Regions from separate parts of the Mus musculus genome. Here region 1 is linked to region 2. A link is a contact called in public HiChIP or PLAC-seq data. All regions are on one chromosome and are shown on one strand. Each heading gives the region's core, a stretch centred on a gene start, on an enhancer-like site or on the middle of the called end of the contact. The rest is flanking DNA. Distances are from core to core; before and after follow the strand shown. Region 1 overlaps Gm40681 (a long non-coding RNA gene). Region 2 has its middle 12 kb from the start of Gm32515.

Region 1 (3,834 bases), core at 912-3,411, 96 kb after region 2:
ATATGCCCAAAGCAAAATAAGAACCATGGTGGGATATTCTAGGAAACAGCTAGGTGGCCAGGGAGGTGAGTGGGAAAAATCATTGAAAGCAATAATCGGGAAGAAAGGCACCCTGGATAGAAGTTAATTATATATAAAGAGGAATTAGCAACAAAGTCAAGATGAAGGAGAGCAAAGCCCCAATCAGAAGGTCTTAGAAGAGAGACTGTGCATCTTTTGGAGCTAAGTCCTTCATAAACAGCAATGTGGAAGATGCTTTAGTTGCTAAATTACACATACCTCAAGATAATTGTTAAAGACTAACAGGCCATAGGTAGTAGGCTTATTGTACCTAACTATCTTTCACCATGGGTCCTTGTAGCAAACAAAATTTCCCCCATAAGAAATCCTTTTCACAATGCCATCTTCCTGTAAGCATCCCTAAAAGTTCATCCTCTACCTAATGAATTCATAACATTCTAATTATTTTCTTCCTGTGTTCTAGGCTGACAGAGTCTATGATGTGGATATCATAAGAGGAAGTTGGGGGCCATCTCCTGCCTTGAGACACTGTTCACTTGGCAATGTCATTCATTGTGCCTTCAAACAACTGCCTTACCCAAGGGTCAATGACGTGTACAGGTATGTAAATCCCTAAGACAAGGGTGTCATGAAACCAGCTACTCTGGCTTTGAACCCTATATTTTACATGCAATGTGCTCTGTCAATAGAATAATCTGCTATGCTATACGGAGTGTTGGGAAGACTTGGCATAGAAGACTTGTTCATCTACGGAAATGAGAATGTTCTCAGAGATTTATTCTTCACTTAGGAGTCAATGAAATATGACAGCTGATACACTATAGGCTCTGCTCAAGGCTCAGTCTCTCTGTGCAAAACAATTGGATATCGGTGGATAGAGCTGGTTAGTTGAGCCATCTGGTATTTTACTTGAAGAGCATCCAGATCTTGTTGGCCAAAGTCCATGTGAGTCTCATAACTGAGCTGATTGGGCCAAGCCAATTGCTCAGTTTCAGTGTAAGCAGAGTATACATGCTCTCTGTCTTTTTTTATTTCTCTTCTAAAATCATATACCGTGAGTATAGCATAGAGTTTGTGTAGAGTTACATGTGTGTGAGCATGTGGGTATGTGCACACACCTGGGTATGCATACAAATGTGTATGTGTGTGTGTGTGTGTGTGTGTGTGTGTGTGTGCTCGGCTATGGAGACCAGAGAAACATGTCTGGTGTCATTCCCCAGAGGACACTCTTACTTTTGTTGTTGTTCCTTTTTTTTAAGCCAGGGATCTCTGACTGGCCCCCTGCTTACCACTTAGGTTAGACTGTCTGGCAAGTGAGATACAGGGACCTGCCTGCCTCTTGCATCCCCTGGGCTAGCATTACAAGCACCCCTATACTTGCCGCCTTCTTCTTCTTCTTCTTCTTCTTCTTCTTCTTCTTCTTCTTCTTCTTCTTCTTCTTCTTCTTCTTCTTCTTCTTCTTCTTCTTCTTCTTCTTCTTCTTCTTCTCCTCTTCTCCTTCTCCTTCTCTTTCTCCTCCTCCCCCTCCTCTTTCTTCCTCTTCCTTTTCCTCTTCCTCTCCTCCTCCTCCTCCTTCTAATTAATGTGGGGTTTGAGGATCAAACTCAGGTCCCTGTACTTTCAATGTAAACACTTTGCTAACTAGGTCTTCTCCCTACCCCTCCCATATACTTTAATGTAATGAATTTCCAAAGAGAAAGAATGCATATTTCAAATGAAGAAGGTTTCTTCAGTGAGTAGGGGGTGTTCTTAGGAAAGCAGTTGGATCTGATAAATTTGCCACATAGATGCAGAATAAATAAAGTCACCTTACATTTCTAGACTTTATAAATATGTTTTCAAACCATTTGAAATGTAGTCATTCTCTCTGTAAACTACCCGCCCCCCAGTCAGTCAGGGCTGATACCTACGTCATGCACACCCTACTGGGGCAGACTCTCCCATAATGAACACTAATAGAGACACTCTTTGCCTTTGTTGAGCAAAGCAGTCATTTGGTTTATTAAAGCTTTCCTTTATTTTTTTTCTTTTATATTTTGAAGGGTGGTGCAGACCAGATTTCAAAACATGGCTCAAGGAGGCAAGAAACCATTCCCTCAAGTGTTTATGAAGTGAATCACAAATTCATTCAGCATGACTTCTTACCCAGAGAAATGAAGGCAGGATGGCAACAAGCTGAGTCTCCAAGCCTTCAACCTTAGGATCTCCTTGGGAAAGGGTCACAAGGGCAATTATTTTCAGCTGTCCCTGCCTTGCTTCCGCTGGCCATGGAAATCTCCAGGCAGGAGGAAGGCAGCCTCTGCCTAGACCGTAGACTGGCCTAGACAGGGCTTGGAAAGTCGGGATACAGTTTTCCTGAAGCTTCTTAATTTCCCCCATCCCTCCCTGATTGAAAACACCACTTATCCCATTACAGCATGTGGAAAGAGAGGGGAGAGAAGCAGGCGGATCTGAACTCGGGATAAAAATGACTTTATGGGGTTATTATTCTCATCCATAACAGATGACCATTTTCATGTCATTTAGCTGATTCCCCTACAGGCTCACTTGGAGAAATACAAAGTGCAGTCATCATGCTATTTATCTTGAGCCCCCCCCCCCCCCCGACGAGACCCGTGTACCTCCATGTAATGACTGGAGAGCTGTCGCTTGAGTCTTTTCTTGGAAATGTCTGGCCATTTGCTAGAGACCAGTTACCCATTATTTCATCGGCTGCATGTGAAGAATTCCCCTCTCTCACTTACACTGTGGTGAGTTCTAAAGCTTCAGACTTCCTCCAGTGTCTGGGCACTGTCTGGAGACATGGGTTCTAAGGAAATCTGTGGATTCATGCTATTCCTCTTTTTTCAGGTGACAGCTGCTTCTTGCCCGGCAAAGCTTCAGCACGAGCTCCTAAGTACCCCCAGCCATCTTGGATTGGGAGCACTTGGTGAAATTTGAAGATGACCTGTCATTCAAAGGGCACATAAGCACAACAGGTTTTGAATGAAAGAAGATGCTAGAGTAGCAAAAGCTTTGAGCAGGCTGCAGCACCCTAGTCGCTGACATCAGCAATCTGCTTATTATTATATTACTATGCAGCTGGATCTCCATCTGTGGCACTGCTGGCTAAGTATCATTTCCACTTTATGTAAAGAACATGGATTCGGTGCTGTGTCTCCTGAGCTAATGAGTCAGATTTCGAATGAGTCTCTTAGCCGTGTCTATATAGGAACGAGGTGAGTCCAGGCTACGGACCAACTTCCAGGGACTTGGATAAAAGAAAAAAAAATAACTTGACTCACTCTCAGTGTAATCTGGTCAGAAAAGAACCAGAGAGTAAGTCAGAGAATGGGGAACAGTGTATGTTCTCATGGGTTCGCACAATGCACACCCTCTAGTGATTTTCAGAACTGGATTCCTGAGGAACTTCTGACATGAGGCTAGAAAGGGGAAGAAGCATGGGGCCTGTAAGCCCTGGGATGTCCTCAGTGGAGTATCGCAAACTAAACCAAAGAAATCCAAGGCTGCTTCATCAAAATAGGTTGAGGCTGTCTAAGGAAAATCATTAGCTCCTAACAAGTCACATAAGTATACGTGGACAGAAAGTATCTAATACAAATATAGCTGTAGCACAGAGTGTTTACATAATAGGCCATCATCAACTTCCTCTTGATTTTATAAATGAGGGAGGAATCATGACAAATGGATACTTTATTTCTGTTGATAACAGCAGGTCATACATTACCATAGGGTACCTTTTGTTTTTCTGTTTTAGTAGGCAGGTACAAATAAACGAGGAACATGGGTAATTCCCAAGGACAGTATCTAAAT
Region 2 (3,942 bases), core at 137-2,636:
AGCTCATTTGAGAGTAGCATTAGCTGAGCCTGTCTCCTGTATAGCCCGAGTCCTGGCTCCATGGGATCCACCACTAAGCCAGAAGTTCAGATGATTCCTGTATCCCTCCTTCTCTCCCTCTCTCTCCTCCTCTCCCTCCCTCCTTTCTTTTCTCTTTCTCTCCCTCTCCCTCCATCCTCTCTCTCTCTCATCCTCTTCCTCCTTTTTTCCCTCCCTCCTTTTCCCTTCTCTCCCCTTCCCACCCTCCCTTCTTCTCTACCTCCCTTCTTCTTTTCCTTCTTTCATCCCTCCCTATCCCTCCCCTTCTCCCTCCCTTCCACCCTCCCTTCCTTCCCTCCTCCTCCTCTTCCTCCTCCTCCTTCTCCATCCCCCTCCCTCCCTCTGTTCCTTTCTTCCTTTATTTGGTGTTAACTCTATGTAGAGTTTTTTTCCTTTTTTGCACCTGTATATGTAGTATGCACTCACTTGTGCATGTTCGCATGTGTGTCCACACACACATGTATGCCCTTGGAGGTCTGAGGTTGACATTAGGTGTCTTCCTCAATTGCTTTTCATCTTCTGTATTAAGGCCTGGTCTCCCCTAGAGTTTGGTGTTTTCCTCCTGGTCCTGCCAGCCTCCTGCTCTGAGGATTCCCTTCTCCTGGCTTCTTCAAACTAACCGGGAAGGCAGTATGCACATCCTACCCGTTAGACTCTCCCTGTGGAAACACCTAGAATGTTTTGTTTCTTACTTGACATTGTTTATATATTTTCACTGCATCATTGGATATTGGTACCAAGACCCCCTACATATCAAAATCTGCAGTGGCCAGCTTATGTAAAATGTACAGTATTTACATATAACAGCTCACCATCTTCCATATGCTTTAAAAATATTTTTATTATTTTTAAACCGTGTCCTATGTCAGTGTGAGTGTGTGTGTGTGTGTGTGTGTGTGTGTGTGTGTGTGTGTGTGTGTGTTTGTGTGTGATATGTGCATGAGTTCAAGTATCTGTGGAGCCCAGGAAAAGATGTTGGATCCCTTGGAATTGAAGTACTTGAAGGTTGTGAGTTCTAGAATCTGAACTTCGGTCTTCTGCAAGAGCAGAAAATCCTTTCAACTGCTGAGCCATCTCTCCAGCCCTTTAAGTATTTTTGATTGTGGTTTGCAGAACCACAGATGGAAAGCCCACAGATACATGGAAGGAAACCAAATTCTAATTTTCATCCAATGTGTCAAGACACTGAAAGGTCTCAGGAACTCTGGGTGGAGCTTTGCACACTGAGGTCCCAAAGCTTGGCAAAGGATAAGATCTTGCCCTCTTGTTTCCAAACATAGGGACATTGGGCCAATAGTTAAACTTTCCCAGTACGCTCAAGTCTGCCTAGCTAAGTTGGAGTAAATATAATTAGAATGAAAGAGTGATTCATACTCTTACTCCTCAGAGTGAATCATGAGTAGAGAAACTCCAGACCCCAAGAAGCCCAAATTTGGAAAGAATACAGCTCTTTGTGGAAGCTGTAGAGTACACTCATGTCCCCATTTCACAGATGAAGACTCAGGGGCTCATTGCCATCCACAGACCTTTCCCTCGAGTGGCGGATGTCTTTGTGCCTTTACCCTTGGCTGATTTTTACTTCCTACATGATCTAGCTTTTAAAAATGGCATTCGTGTCCAAGTTCAGGATATTTTGAGCCACCAAATGGTAGCTCCACCTTTTCCTCTCTGTTAAATTGGGTCTGCCAGTTTCCCTACAAAGTGCTTCTCCCATCTGCTCTCAGGTTCTGAGCTCTAGATTGGCTCTGGATTCTGAGCTTGCCAACTCTAAAAGGACCAGAGTCAGCACAGGACACACCAAGACCAAGTTCTCAGCACAAAGGAGATTTATGTTCCCCAGAGGGACCAAGGCAGGGAAACGTTGGGCAGGGGAGGTAGTGAGGGAAGAAAGATTTGCCCCAGACAGACAAAGGACTGCCTCAGGATACAGAGGACACAGATGTGCCCGTAGGCAAATGGCAGTTTGTAAAGAAAAAAATTAAAAGGGGAGGCACCCGAGTTAGGATGAGGTGCTTAATCTCAGTTGGACAGGTTAATGAGTGCAGCCAAAAGTGGACTTTTGATTGCTGGACTTCAATCCTTTGATAGCTGGACCTTGCCGGTCAGCCTCAGGAGGAGGAAATAGCCAAATAAGGGAACAGATGCTGTTGGCTAGCTCTGGGAATGTGATCTAATCTTCTTAATGATTTTGAGCAAGAATGAGGAGGGTACAAAGTAAAACCTGTGGATGCCATGTTTGCCATGCTTGGGCCTGCCAGAGACTTTCACTTCCTATTGCCAGTACCTATTTGGGGCAGTATTCCCCCAGTGGATGTATCTAAAACATCACATGCATGATTACTGCTCGCATCAAAACCTCTTTGGTCTGCATACCAAGTACATATAGCGCCCATGGGGGCCCCAGGGGGGCATTGGCTTGCCTGGAACTGTAGTTTAGACCACTGTGGTCTGCTATGCGTTTGGTGGGAGTCCAACCCGGGTCCTCTGAAAGGGCAGGGAATGCTCTTAACTGCTGAGCCACCTCTCTAGCCTCTCTTATACTTTGTTATCTCTCCCTGGAATAGATGGATTGTTACCAAAAGGGGACATTGCTCAGCTAAGATTCCCAACTTTTAAGCTTATGGAATACTTTCTGTAATAAGTGATCCATTTGATGAGCTGAATTCACAGTCCCTGTCACCATATTACATGTTCTTTAACACTGGATGCAATTAACTCTCTCCTTAAAATGGCTATTTCACATGAGGAACATCAAAGAGCACTGTGGTGGTTTGAACATGCTTGGCCCAGGAAGCAGCACTTTTTTGGGTTGTGGCCTTGTTGGAGTAGGTGTGTCACTGTGGATGTGGGCTTTAAGTCTCTTGCCCTAGCTGCCTGGAATCCAGTCTTTTCCTAGTGGCCTTCAGATGAAGATATAGAACTCTTAGCTCCTCCAGCACCATGCCTGCCTGGATGCTGCCATGCTCTGGTCTTGATGATAATGGACTGAATCTCTGAACCTGTAAGCCAGCTCCAATAAAATGGTGTCCTTATAAGAGTTGCCTTAGTCATGGTGTCTGTTCACAGCAGTAAAGTCCTAACTAAGACAAGCACAGTGCTTCTTAGATGTCATTTTCCCGTTTCTATTGTGTGTGAGGTGATCATTAGTTGGTAGCAGCCCCTGGAGTCTTTGCACTGAGAACTTAGATATTCAAATCCAACACCCTTCATTTGGAAAGAAACTAGAGCATTCTCATCATGTAATGGATCTTTCAATATGTCTTCTAGGAATTCCTTGTCTAAGCATGATGTTTTGCTTATGAACATACTAAAAATATTTTTTAAACACTTATTCATTCTCTCTGTGCATACGGGATGAGTGGGCATTATGCTCACGTGCTATGCCACATGTGGAAGAGGGCGCCATGTGGGTTTTGAGGATCAAACTCAGGCCACCAGTCTTGGTGACAAGTGTCTTTACACACTGTGGCATCTCATTTGGTCAATTGGTATATTTTTAAAATCATGATTTGGCTGATGCACAACAAGGGATTCATGTCCACTCAGGAGAACTGAAGTTGCTGGGACCGGTGTGGGTGTTCTCCAAAAGCTGTCAAAAGACAAGGAACAAAAGCTCCAGAGCATGGACTCAAGGTCGTGTATGTTAGAACCCTGGGGTTGGGAGGGACATAGTTCTCTCAGAAATAGCAATAGGAGGGGGCCTCTGTTGCAGGACTTTCCCTGTCTAATTACATTAGGGCAGTGGGAGGCTTGCGATTGGACAGGAGAAGGGAGGTGGAGCAAGGAGTTGAGACAGAGAGAGAGAGGTCTGAGGAAGAGAGGGCGAACCAGAATGGAGGCTGATGTGGTGTTATCAAAAGGTTAGAATAATTGTGTTAAAGCCTTGTCATTATCATTTGGCTC

The links. HiChIP or PLAC-seq counts read pairs in DNA pulled down with a chosen protein or histone mark.
Region 1: a contact with region 2 is called in a CTCF HiChIP or PLAC-seq map of the NIH/3T3 cell line, with 12 read pairs. The contact joins two enhancer-like sites. A contact is called at or near these places in 1 of 15 datasets of contacts at CTCF or cohesin (the NIH/3T3 cell line), 1 of 484 Hi-C or Micro-C datasets (bone marrow-derived macrophages) and 1 of 115 datasets of contacts at active chromatin or transcription factors (bone marrow-derived macrophages).

The regions. Positions count from the first base shown.
Region 1 is chr10:67,745,395-67,749,228 of GRCm38.p6, forward strand. Gm40681 (a long non-coding RNA gene) reads right to left here. Exons shown (of 3, transcript XR_871797.3): 3 at 3,758-3,834. Among named protein-coding and RNA genes, the nearest start is that of Gm40681, 31 kb to the right of the region's middle. Within about 2 kb of position 2,162, at least 29 of the 459 cell types and tissues checked have an H3K27ac peak or open chromatin away from gene starts, as enhancers often do. A contact at or near this core is called in the NIH/3T3 cell line, where this site is marked.
Region 2 is chr10:67,650,360-67,654,301 of GRCm38.p6, forward strand. No RefSeq gene overlaps it. Among named protein-coding and RNA genes, the nearest start is that of Gm32515, 12 kb to the right of the region's middle. Within about 2 kb of position 1,387, at least 19 of the 459 cell types and tissues checked have an H3K27ac peak or open chromatin away from gene starts, as enhancers often do. A contact at or near this core is called in the NIH/3T3 cell line, where this site is marked.